Linked DNA regions of Sus scrofa: region 1 is linked to region 2. Evidence: chromatin contacts called from public Hi-C data. All regions are on one chromosome and are shown on one strand. Each heading gives the region's core, a stretch centred on a gene start, on an enhancer-like site or on the middle of the called end of the contact. The rest is flanking DNA. Distances are from core to core; before and after follow the strand shown. Region 1 has its middle 170 kb from the start of SEMA6A. Region 2 holds the start of SEMA6A (semaphorin-6A).

Region 1 (5,990 bases), core at 522-3,021, 170 kb after region 2:
GAAAACAAATAAATACCCTAGTTCTCTGATGGCGCATTTTATAATTATCACATCTGCTGCAGAGCGCCTGAAAAATGGCCCTGGAAGGCTGCCGATGCTGCAGAATGGCTCACGCAGTGAAGAGGCGCTGGACAGGAGAGGATGTGGGGTAATGGGCTTCTTACACGAGAGTTTAACCTTGCATCCACAAGTATTATGGTTTTTCTCCCTTCTGTTTTGTTTTCATTGTCGTTGCTCTGCATCTTTCAAAGCATGTGAGATCCTGTCTCTCCACACCCTTGCTCTGGGGTTCCTGTGTCACAGTTCAGGAAGGAAATGGACCAGAACAGTCAGCAGGGCTGGTGTGTGTGCGCGCCGCTGAGTGAGGGATGAGGAGAAGCCAGAGCAACAGAGCAGCAGTTCTGACCTGGCTTTGGGTCTTGCCTCCTTTGGCAGGTTAGGAGGACAAATCAAAAATTCAAGGTGTAGGGATCTCCCTTCATGGCTCAGTGGAAACAAATCTGACTGGCATGCATGAGGACGCAGGTTTGATCCCTGGCCTCACTCAATGGGTTAAAGGATCTGGTGTTGCCACGAGCTGTAATGTATGTTGCAGACGTGGCTCGGATCTGGCATTGCTGTGGCTGTGGTGTAGGCTGGCAGCACAGCTCCTTATTCGACCCCTACACTGGAAACCTCCATATGCTGTGGGTGTGGCCCTAAAAAGACAAAAAAACAAAAACAAAAAAACAAGGTGTAAACCACACCGTTTTAAATTATAATTCATAATTATAATTTATCATTTATCATGAGAAAGTGTTAATTCATGATAAGATAATGGTTAAACTTATTATGTGCCAAGCACTGTGCTTAGTGCCTTGCATGGAATATTTCATTTAATTCTAATAACTTTCTGCGGTAAATGGCATTATTATCATTATTAGTATTTTCATTATTTTGGCCACGCCCATGGCATGTGGAAGTTCCCGCACTGCAGTAGCTATCCAAGCCGCTGCAGTGACAATGCCAGATCCTTAACCCACTGCATCAGGGGGAGCGCCACTATTTCCATTTTAAAGATGAGGCTATGAAGGTTTAGGAGAGCTCGGCACTGGCTAGTGAAATCAAGGGGACTGGTCTCAGCTGCAGAATTCTGATTGGCGTTAGAGCCGCGTGCACCCTAGGACCACTTTTCCCAGCCAAGGAGGAGAGTGGAGGGATGAGCACCCTCCTTCCTCTTTCCTGTGTGGCCCCCTCCACACCCTGCTCTTGGCTTCTCTCATTCAGTCCCATCCACCCAGCTTGGGGTCACATCCTTTGTGCTCTCTAAGGTATGCATGGACTACAGTGCTTGCTGGGGGGGGGCCTCTCTCAACGGATCCGCATTTTCACCTGACCTCATCTTAAGACCAAGGAGCTTCAAGGACCAACCTAAGGTATTAGGGAAACACCTGTGTGTTGGAGGAAACGGGATGGTTGAAAGGCTGGAGCTTTGTATTAGTTTGGGTCCCTCTATAAACCACCTCTGAGTCAGCAGTTGTTGGAGGTGAAGGGTCTCTGGCAATGGACTCTAGGGATAAAACAGGAAAGGAGAGAGCGCCGCTAAAGCTTGCTTTAGTAAGCAGTGACTGTGAGGGCTCTCCGAGCTCCCACCCGCTGCGGAAACCTGATAGACGTTTGTTCCTGTGGGTGAACATGTGCCCCAGAGCTCTGCTGGTCAAAGGGCGAGGATAGCCTTCTCCCAAGGTTGTTGGTGGGTCGAGGCCACTTGGTGGGAGTGTTAGTTCGCTGCTGTTGCTGGCCTGCCGAGTAGGCAGGAAAGCAGGCTCCTGTGGTTACAGAAAGCCCGCAGGCAGAGAAATGCAGGTGCTGGCACTTGAAAATGAGGCCAGAAATTACTGGCAGGGAGATGGGGCAGGAGCTGGGGTCTTGCCCAACCTGTATATGCTTCCTTGGTCTTTGAAGTTAAGGGTTTCATCCTGAATGGGCATCATGCTGAGCCTCAGGTTCACCAGCATGTTTTTCCTTTCTAGAACCAGATAGATAAAAGAATGAAAAGTAACATTGGATCCAAATTGGGGCACTCACTATTCAGTGTGTCTCTGTGTGTGTATGTGGTGGTGGTGGTTATATAACTGTCTTCTAAACGCTGGAGGAGATCATGAAAAATTATACCAGTTTTTTATGGGTTAGGTATTTTCTGTAGCTTCTCTTTTCCTCTTAAGAAGCTTTGATTTAAAGGCCATGAGCTCCTATTATTGCTTCTAAGTCTCTAAGTAATACAACTGAAATTGTCTACTGCTCTGCATGGCAGGAACCAATTCTAGGTATTCTACTGTTTAATGCACACATTTATTCAAGTGACAGAAGTACAGGGTCTTTGTGTGTTATTCTATATGACTACTTTAAATGATAGTTACAGTGCATTTTTATCCACTCATTCTAATGATCCCTTTGTGAGACAAATAGCAAGTAAGCATTCTGTACACAGAGAACTTGGCCGCTTCTATATGCAATCCAAATGATTTTTTAAAAGAAAATAAGTAATTCATTCACTAAACAGCTGTTTCTGGAAAGAGTAGTTATTTGGCTGAATTCAAAGCTTCCCTCATCTGCCACTTAATATTTGTGTCTGTGTATGTGAGTGCAGTTCCAATAGGTATCAGCCATTGTTAACAATTAACAACAACAACGAAAATTCTTTGGGAAAGTTTCTAAAGCATGTATCTACTTGGTGTCGATGGTGGTATGGGGAGGACTCGTGTCTCCAGAACCCATCTCCTTCTTTTTAAAAAATTTTACATTTTTTTAATCGACGTATAATTGCTGTATAATATTACATGTTACAGATGTACAATATAGTGATTCACAATTTTTAAAGGTTATACTCCATGTATAGTTATTATAAAATATTGGCTATGTTCCTGGTGTTGTACACCATTTCCTTGTAGCTTATCTTATCCCCAACCTCCAACTCCCCCCACCCCAGGTTGCTCCACCCCTATGCCTTCTCCCCACTGGTAACCATGAGTTTGGTTAGACTCTATCTGTGAGTCTGCCATCTTCTTATTGTGTGAGCATCTCCCCAGTGTGTGTGAGTATTTGTAGCCTCACCTCCTCTCCCCCACATGTGAGCGCCAGAGCAGTCACTTGAGTTAGGTGGCAAGTCAGAAGCTCTAGATCAGTTCCTGCCTTGAGCTAGCGGTGCAAAGAAAAACCTTTGAGGGTTTATCTTCTGCAGGAGTGGTGGGGCCAGGAACGCTGGTGGAATATAGTGGCGGTGGTCACAGCACCAGCATCCGCCTGTGATGATGTTCTGGCAATTTTGTGTTTGCTGTTTCTTAGCCCTCTGGAGTTTCCTCTATTCTTTTAAGAGGGGTTTATTGATGCTGTTTCTGCTTGCAGAACAGCATCCTCCCTCCCCTCAAGCATGGCAACATACAACAACAAAAATCAAATAACCCAGGGCTATGGAGCACATGGAGGTTCCCAGACTAGGGGTCTAATTGAAGTTGTAGCTGCTGGCCTAGGCCACAGCCACAGCAACGCCAGATCCGAGCTGTGTCCACGACCTACATCACAGCTCACAGCAATGCCAGATCCTTAACCCACTGAGCCAGGCCAGGGGTCGAACTTGCAACCTCGTGGTTATTAGTTGGATTTGTTTCTGTTGCGCCACCATGGGAACTCCTATTTTATTTTTAATTTAACTTTTGTTGAGGTAACATTGGCTTATAACATTATATAAGTTTGATGCGGACAACATTATACTTCTTACACTACAAAAAAAAAAAAAAAAAAAAAAAAGAAGTGTTTACTGAGAGCCTGCTCTAAGCCAGCCACTGTTTGAGAGGCTAGAGGCTCAGAAATGAGTCCCTGAAAGAGTTTGTAAAAATAACCACAACTTCCTCTCCTTGCGTTTAGGACCAAGTGATGTTGCAGGTCCTTCCAACTAAGAAACAGAATCTATTTTCTACCCTTTGAATCTGGGTCGTTCAATGGTATTGTCACAAATGTGACTCATTCAGAGGTAGGAAAAGCACTTGTGCATTCAAACCTTGACCAACACACGAATAAGCCCAAGCTAGGCAGCCAGAGGGTAAGATGTCACTTAGAAAAGTAACAAATGGGCCAGCCTCGAGCTGGCCAGCCTTCTGCTGACTCTGTTAATGAATCTACATGTTTGAGTAAGCTTTAGTTAAGATCAACCAAACCTTCCCCAGACCAGAGGACCGCCCAGCTAAGCCCAGCCCAAAATGTCAAACCTAATTGCCAGAGTTAGGATCTAAATAAATGGCTGTTGTTCTTAGACTCTCAGTATGTGGGTGGTTTATTATTCAGCAAGAGTCAGCTGACATAGTCTCTAGCTTCATGGTATTTACATTCTAGTGGGAAGAGACAGTATATAAAAATACATGTCATAATCTCTGCTTTTGAAACTGCTGTAAAAGAGAGAGAAAGCAGGTAGAGCGGTCAAGAATGAGTAATCTGAGAAAAATATTTGAAGTGAGGAACCGAACATTGTGGAGACTTGGAGGACAGTTATTTCAGAGAGAGGGGACAGTAAGTGTCCGTGTTCTGGGCAGGAATGTGTTTGGTGTATTCAGGGGAGGTGAGAAGGCCAGTTGTGAATCAAGAGAAAGAGGGTAGGAAGTAAAGTGGGAGAGGCAGCCAGGGGCCAGGAATCTCTGCAGAAGATGCAACGGTGAATTCACGTTTTCAGAGTGAAAGGATACTGAGCCAAGACCCACTGGATACCTGAGCTCCTCTAGACCAGGCCAGCTCAAAGGAGGAAATGACCAGGGAGCCGAATGAGCAGGTCAACATCTGGAGGATTATGGGAGTGGCATTTGGAAAAGGGGGAGAGGTAATCAAACAGGTGAGAGAAGAGAAATACCAAAAGATGATGGACAAGTAGGTTTAATTCTGTACCATTAGCTTTTTGCTTTCTTTGTACAGATCATCAGTTTTGTGGATTTTTTTCCCCTAGGAAACCTTAAAATTTCATACTGCCTGTTCTTTTCTGACATGCTTTTACATTCTTCCCCCCTTTCCTTTATGACAGTGATAGGTGCATAAAAAGGAACATTGTTTTTTCTTCTTCTTCTTCTTTTACTTTTCATTTAATTTCTTTTTCTTTTTATGGCTGTACCTTGGGCATATGGCAGTTCCTGGTCTAGGGATTGAATTGGAGCTTCAGCTGTGGCCTGTGCCACAGCCATGGCCATGGCCATGTCAGTTCCTTAACCCACTGAGCAAGGCCTGGGACCAAACCTGCATCCTCATGGAGAAAATATTGGGTCCTTAACCCTCTGAGCCACGATGGGAACCCCTTGTTTTACTTTTCAAGTTGAAGTCAATTTACAATGTTATGTTAGTTTCAAGTGTATAGCAAAGTATATACACATACAGACACCCATAAATACATTTTCTTTTTCATACTCTTTTCCATTATAAGTTGTTTCAAGATACTGAGTATAATTTCCTGTGCTATACGCAGGTACTTGTTGGTTACATATTTTGTATTTAGTAGTGTCTGTATGTTAGTCCCTAACTCCTATTTTAGCTCCCCACCCCTGTGATCCCCCTTGGCAACCACAAGTCTATTTTCTTTGTCTGCGAAACTGTTCCTGTTTTGTAGATTAGGTCATTTGCATCATATTTAAGATTCCAATATTATATTGGATATTATATAATATTTCTCTTTCTCTGTCTGACTTCACTTAATATGATAATCTCTAGGTCTGCCATGTTGCTACAAATGGAATTATTTCATTCTTTTTTTATGGCAGGCGACATTGTTCTTAAATTTAGCCCAAGCATAAAGTAATTAGGAAGATAAATATGTTACATGAAGGAATCAATCCCTTTACTCATTCTTAAATCAAAGTCTTTTTGTTTTGCTTTTAATCCATGACATTGTACTCTTCCAATATGAGAGATTGTACTGAGTTTTCTGTTTTGTTGTCAAGTTATAAACAAATCATAAACAGGAACAGTTCGTACAGTCT
Region 2 (5,988 bases), core at 1,810-4,309:
ACATTTCCAAAGCAGCTGCTTTTCTCCCAAGAACCAACGCGGAATGGCCAGCGGGTGCTGCTCACTGCAATACACGCAGGAGGCCATCCCTGGAAGTGCTTGCCCAGACTGTGAAAACAGTGGTTCCTCCCCCATTCACATACACCTGACTCTACTGCTCTGCTCCTCCCTGAACGCCCGCCGGCTGGAAAACGGCGCACGGGGCGCAGGAGCCTGGGGATGCTGCGCTTGGATCTGGTACTTGCAAAATAGCGAGCCCCAGCCAGAGACCACACGCGCGGGTGCGTCACGCCAGCCGCTGTCCACAGTGACCGCACCAGCTCCCGAGTCCTGCCCTAAACTGCCCCTTCTCGCTCTCTTCCCCACGCCCACTCCGTCCTGGATTGCTTGAGAGACTTGTCCAGCTAGTGCAGGGCCATCACCCCAACGAAGCTTACCATCAGCCAAGGATGCCACTCTCCCAAGGGCCGGCTCCTACCTCCTAGCTGCATCTTGGGCGGTCTGTCCACCTCCCTGAGGGCTTGGTTTCCTCCCGGCTGCACATGCTGAGCCCCGAATCTCGCGTGCCCCCCACCCCTAGTCTTCAGAGAAACTTTCCGGAAGCGCCAGGTAGAGTGACCCCTTGCTGGAAGGGGGAAGGGGCGGGGGGAGGCGGCACCGGACCGAGGGGCGGCGAGGGAGCAGGAAAAGACAGCGGCGTCCTGTTTCCTTTCCTGATACCCGTAAGTCCAGGACTGTGCTCCCTGGCTCCCCCCTGCACCGTTCCGGTCGTGTTAGGAGGGAACGGACCTCAGGATCTTGCTTTGCACCGTGTACCACAGTGAGCTGAGAAAAGAAAAAAAAAAGCGGAGAATCTGGAAAATAGACACTTCCCAGAAGGGTCATGCAGGGTGGTTGGGTACTGTCGGGTTTGCTCCCCGAGCGCCCCACTGCCAGCGAGGCAGCCCTCCAGACTACAGCAAGTAGTTCGGACAATTCAGGACTGGGGCCCGGGCAAAGCTCTTGTCTGGTCTCGTTAGCTAGTACTGAGCCATCTCTTGCCAGGTCTTCCCACCTTGCCGCCTCCCGGGACACGTCCTTTCCAGAGAAGAACCTCGTTGATTTTGGAAGAGGGTACCGCGGGTGCGAGCCCCGGTGGGGCGAGTTCCGTGCTTGAGGGGGACGCAGACGCGACAGATGCGGTTTTCGCCGCCCAGAAGGGAGCTTCAGCGGGGGATAGGACCCAGGGCGGGGGCGCCGCGCAACACCGGGAGGAGGCCACTCATTCGAGCAAACAAAGCCCGGAACCTCTGGTGCCAGCGGCCGCGGGAGCCAGCCGGGATGTCACCAAGTGGCAGGGTGCGCGGGTGCCAAGGCCATTACAAGTTTCCCGCACTCCACTGAGCCCAGCCCAGACACCGCGCCGACAACAAAAGATTCTCTTCGCTTCCCCACCGTATCTATGGAACCCCTTCTCCCACCCCTGAACCCAAACCTGGTGCTGAGGGAAAGCAGCGCTCTTCTATCCAATCTCCTCCAGTCCTCGGGGCCAGAACCCCTTCCCCTGCCTTCGCACCAGGACAGGGAGCTTCCAAGAACCTCACCCTTTTCGGGCCTCTCTATTGCCTGCTGGCCCGAAAATGAGGATGAGCCCCCGGGTCCTGCACACACATCCCAGGGCCAGGCAACTGTCCGCGAGGTCGGGGTCCCGGGCGGCGCCCGGCATGTGCGCGGCGCGGGTGGGGAAGCTTGCAACACGGAGCCCGGCGGTCTCTGGGGCGCAGGGCGGAGAAGAACGTCGGGCAGGGCTCACAGCTGCTCCCCCAGGGCCGAGCAACGCTCGAGAGACAGACACAAGACAAAATAAAACGCAGGCACCACAAAGCCGAGAGCGCTTTGCCTACCGCGGCCCTGGGACCCGCAGGAGGGAGCGGAGCTGCCCGGGAGGTGGGGCGCGCCGGGACGCCCCAGCCGTACCTTTTCGGTGCATCGACGGGCAGGCGGCCGGGGCTCGGAGCGGGCTGGCACAGCGTGTATCCCATTTAGTAATCCATTATCAAGGGGTTCTCTCTGGGCCGCGAGCTGCGCTCTCTCCTCCGCAAGCCTTTGTCATTCCTACATATGTGCTTGTCTCTTTGGGGTAACAGTCGCGGCGACTACTTTCTGGGATGCAAATGCTCTGGGTTCATCTCCAATGACAAGCGGAGAAGGGAAAAGGAAAAAAGAAAGAAAAAAAAAACCAACAAGAAAGGAGTAAATGTTCAAGAAACTCTTCTTCAAATCCAAATTCCACTTGGATTCCACTCCAGCGAGTCCCTTCGGTAGTGTCTGCGCCGATTAACAAGTCATTTCAGGGTGGGGGGCGGGGTGGGGGCTGGGGCAAGGGTATATGCTCTAGCCCCGCTCGCCGACCGGGAGCGCTACCCCGCGGGTGTGGCGACGCTGGCCGCTGCCGCCACTCCTAAGCGGGCATCGCGGGCGGTCGGCCCCGCGGAGAAGCGCCGCTGCTGCGTCCCGAGCGCCTGGACAGCCGAGTGCGCGGGGAGCGGAGTTGGCTGCAGCCTCACCCCGTGCGGCTCACTACTCCTCTGTCACCGGAGAGGCCTCCGCTCCAGGGCGGAGCCAAGTCCCGGACTGGATTGCGCAAGGCGGACTCTCCTCCTGCAACCCCGCCTCCTTTGGCTGGCGTCTTCTCCGACCCAAAGGAGAGCAGTGGTCTCTAGGAGTGAACGCGAGTGATCGAGGTGGAGGGGGAGAGAATCTACGCCATGTGACCGTAGGTGGAGCCTTGGACCGACTGGCCAGTGCAGCTTCCTTCCACCACTATTCCGGGCCCCACCACGCGCTAGGCGGAGGTCCCTGCGGGGGCAATGCCGGCAGGATCCCAGCCCTCGCCTCCCCCACCCCTGGCATTTGCTCTAGCGAGGAAAAAAAAATCCCGGACAGCATTGCTGAGCACGGCCAAATCAGAAAAATAAATAAAAATAGACGTATTGCAGGAGCGAGTTACAAGAAGGGATTTGTTCATCGATTTTCTTAAATGGAAAAGTTTTAAAGGATGAGGGTAAGTGAATGGCAAGTGTTTCTAATTCTGATTACAGTATCAAAGGTGGATTCCAGAAGTGATGGAAGCTCCACGCACCCAGATGAACTGGATAGAAGCCGGTGCGCTTAAAAAAACACCTCGAAAATATGAACACAACTATTAGTTAACATACCTATAACACAACACGTTAATAAAGCATGTTAAGCAAACAAATTGTAGTGCAAAGAATGCTGTTAACAACGATGATGTTTTTAAACGTAGGAAATATGTAAACTATTCTTAGAAACAATTATGTAAACTTCAGAAATAAAACACAATTCCAGCGAGAATCCAACAGCTTCATGGAATAAGTAAATCGCAACTTCTTCCAAGGCGCTTTTGTTAACACCACCAGAAGAATGGCAGGCACAGCCTTTTTCTGTCTCTTAAAAGTTCACTCGCCAAAAAGCTTTGCAGTTACAGGCTTGGGCCAATTGGCCAGGCCACACGATGTCCCCCTCCCCCGGCCGCTGCGCGCATGGTAGCGTGTTGTTCCCCAAGTGGGCTTCTCGCGTGGTGAGGGCTGTAAGCCACAGCCTTTAAAGAAAGTAACTCGGAGCGACCAAGCAGTTCTCCAGTCAATATTTACTAGTTTTGGGCTTGGCCGAGAAAAGCATTGGGAGGGAGATCAGGGTCCCCCCTCGCCTTTAGGCCTAATAAACGCATTAGATACTGTACCTATTCCCTAATTGGGGCTAGGAACCAAGTCCCCCTTTTTTGCAGTTCATACAAGGAAACAAAGTTACATCTGCTCGTGGGGGCTCACAAATAATAAAAATATACATATGTAAAGATTTATAATAAGTAAGTTATTAAATAAATTAAAAAATATATTTCCACAAACCATTTAGAAAAGGTGGGGAGAATGGTTGAGTGGAAAAAGGCTTTTGCCGAAGCTGCCGGCAGGGGCCGCTATCCTCACCTTTCCCAGGCAAAAACCGCGGCGGATCCGTAGTGACTGGGGGTTGGGAGCCGAGGGCTGCGGCCATGGGGGGCGGAGCCCGCTCCGGGAGAGGGCTGGGGCGTGGGGGCGGCGGACTTGGTAGCGCGCTCCCGCGCACTGGTGGGGAACTGGGTCGTGGACGTGCCTTTCGAATCCAGTCGGCACCCAGGCAGAGGCCCTCGCCGGCCGCGACCGCTGGATGCTCGGCTGCGCTATGTAACGACCAGATTTCGACGTAAAACCTCAAGCTGATCCATGCGCCCCCTGCGCGGTCCCGCAGTCTGCAGATCGGGCCCAAGAGGTCCCAGGGATTCTCTGTACAGCGTCTCCATTCAGACCGGGTCGCCGAGGCCCCTTCTTTGCTCTCTGCCTCTGATTTACATGCTGACTGGGTCTGGGAAAAGTTCTTTTAATTGGCAGAATTAGGCAGAGCAAACGAATTGTTTCACAGGCTGAACCAAATTAATTCCGGGTTTAGCTTCTTCCCTTGGAGAAACAAACAATTAAGCTGTCTTGTTTGCTTTATGGATGTATTGGAAGTGCCCCACATCGAGTTTCAGGATATGTTTTTAAAGGGAAGTTATTTTCATTATTAATACTTGCATGTTTAATTTGCAGTAACGCTGAGCCAAGAAACGAGAAATTAAATTTACCTAATTTAAAATTAGGGAATACAAGAATTTGAGTTAACTTGTGCAAGGCTAAGAAATACCACTCGGAATCTTCCTGGCAATGACGAAATCTTGAAGTTTCACCATCTAATTAGGCACTTGTGGAACTGACCAGGTGAGATTACATTTCCACTTGCCAGGGGAGAGATGCTCCCGGAGATGGCAGAAAAGCCAGCTATTGTGTCCCTTCTGAAGCCCTCAGGGGAGCACCTGTGGGGAGGCTGCCCTAGGAAACCTCATGATGTCATTTCCCCTTCTGTGCGCAGACTCCCACAAGCCTGCCTTGCTTTTCAGTAAAACCTCTGCCTCTCCAAAGCCTTTGAAGCCTGCAACCTACCCTTTCCCTTTAGGGAGAGAAAGCTGACAAGTTAAAGCGTCAGCAAGTGTTAGAGTGGGTAGGGAAAGTTGGGCTGTTTTGTAGTTAAGTGGCACCAAGTGGAGTGAGGAAGGCCTTGGTCTTTGGAGCCAGGCTCTTGTTAGGTAACCTACTGATAGTGACCTTGGGGCAGTCACTTATCTCTCTGGAGCAGTGGACTCACCTGTCAGTGAGGATTCTCGTCCCAGGGGTTGTGTGGATTAAATGAGGTGAGTGTAAAGCACAGGTCTAGGGTCAAGGTTAGCTAGCATCACTGTCCTTCTCCACATCAATCCTCCCACCATGTTTTACAGGAGTCAAATGGAGGCAGGGGAAAGATGCGGCTTGCTTTGGGTCAGTGCTGGGAGCGGCCCCATAACAACCCCTCTTCAGTAAATGCTTAAACCTGCTTTCCCCCAGGTCACTTGGAAAAGCAAGGTGGGAGAAGAGGAGAGAAAAAGGTAAACTCACACAGCATCCTTTTAAGGGCCATATCCAGCTATTTGGTCAGAAGCTCTGCTTTACCACCAATGGTAGAAGTGAACTTGGGAGAAGAGTTTCCTGGTGCTTACCCCTCAACTCCTGGTGGGAATGAGTTCCTGGGGGACACCTGGGGAGTGCACTTTATACATTCAGGCCACTGTCAGCCATAGTCAGGCAACCTCTCTGTTTCTGTCTTTGAAGTTCCTTCTCTAGAGTTCCCTTCACCTGCTTGCTTTAAATCAATGGTCTTAAAACCCATTTTTTACACTAGAGTTGTGGGGGAGCTTTTGAATGAGACAAATCCTCAGGCTACAGAGATGCTGAGGTGTTGAGCTGGGACTGGGGGCCATGGGCCTGGATATTTTTAAAGCTCCTTGGAGAATTCTGGTTTGTAGCTGGGAATCAGAGTCACTGTTACCAGGAATCCTGACTGTGTTCTAGAACACTGCTTTTCCCCAGCCTTTTCTGATGA

The links. A called contact is a pair of places that touch in the nucleus more often than the background predicts.
Region 1: a Hi-C map of liver shows a contact between it and region 2, with 6 times the contacts expected there. The contact joins the enhancer-like site here to the promoter of SEMA6A in region 2. A contact is called at or near these places in 1 of 5 promoter capture datasets (liver), 8 of 47 Hi-C or Micro-C datasets (brain, heart right ventricle, liver and 3 more) and 1 of 2 datasets of contacts at active chromatin or transcription factors (skeletal muscle).

Annotation. Positions count from the first base shown.
Region 1 is chr2:120,854,125-120,860,114 of Sscrofa11.1, forward strand. No RefSeq gene overlaps it. Among named protein-coding and RNA genes, the nearest start is that of SEMA6A, 170 kb to the left of the region's middle. Within about 2 kb of position 1,772, at least 5 of the 83 cell types and tissues checked have an H3K27ac peak or open chromatin away from gene starts, as enhancers often do. A contact at or near this core is called in liver, where this site is marked.
Region 2 is chr2:120,684,538-120,690,525 of Sscrofa11.1, forward strand. SEMA6A (semaphorin-6A) reads right to left here and starts at 3,060. Exons shown (of 18, transcript XM_005661593.3): 1 at 1,957-3,060.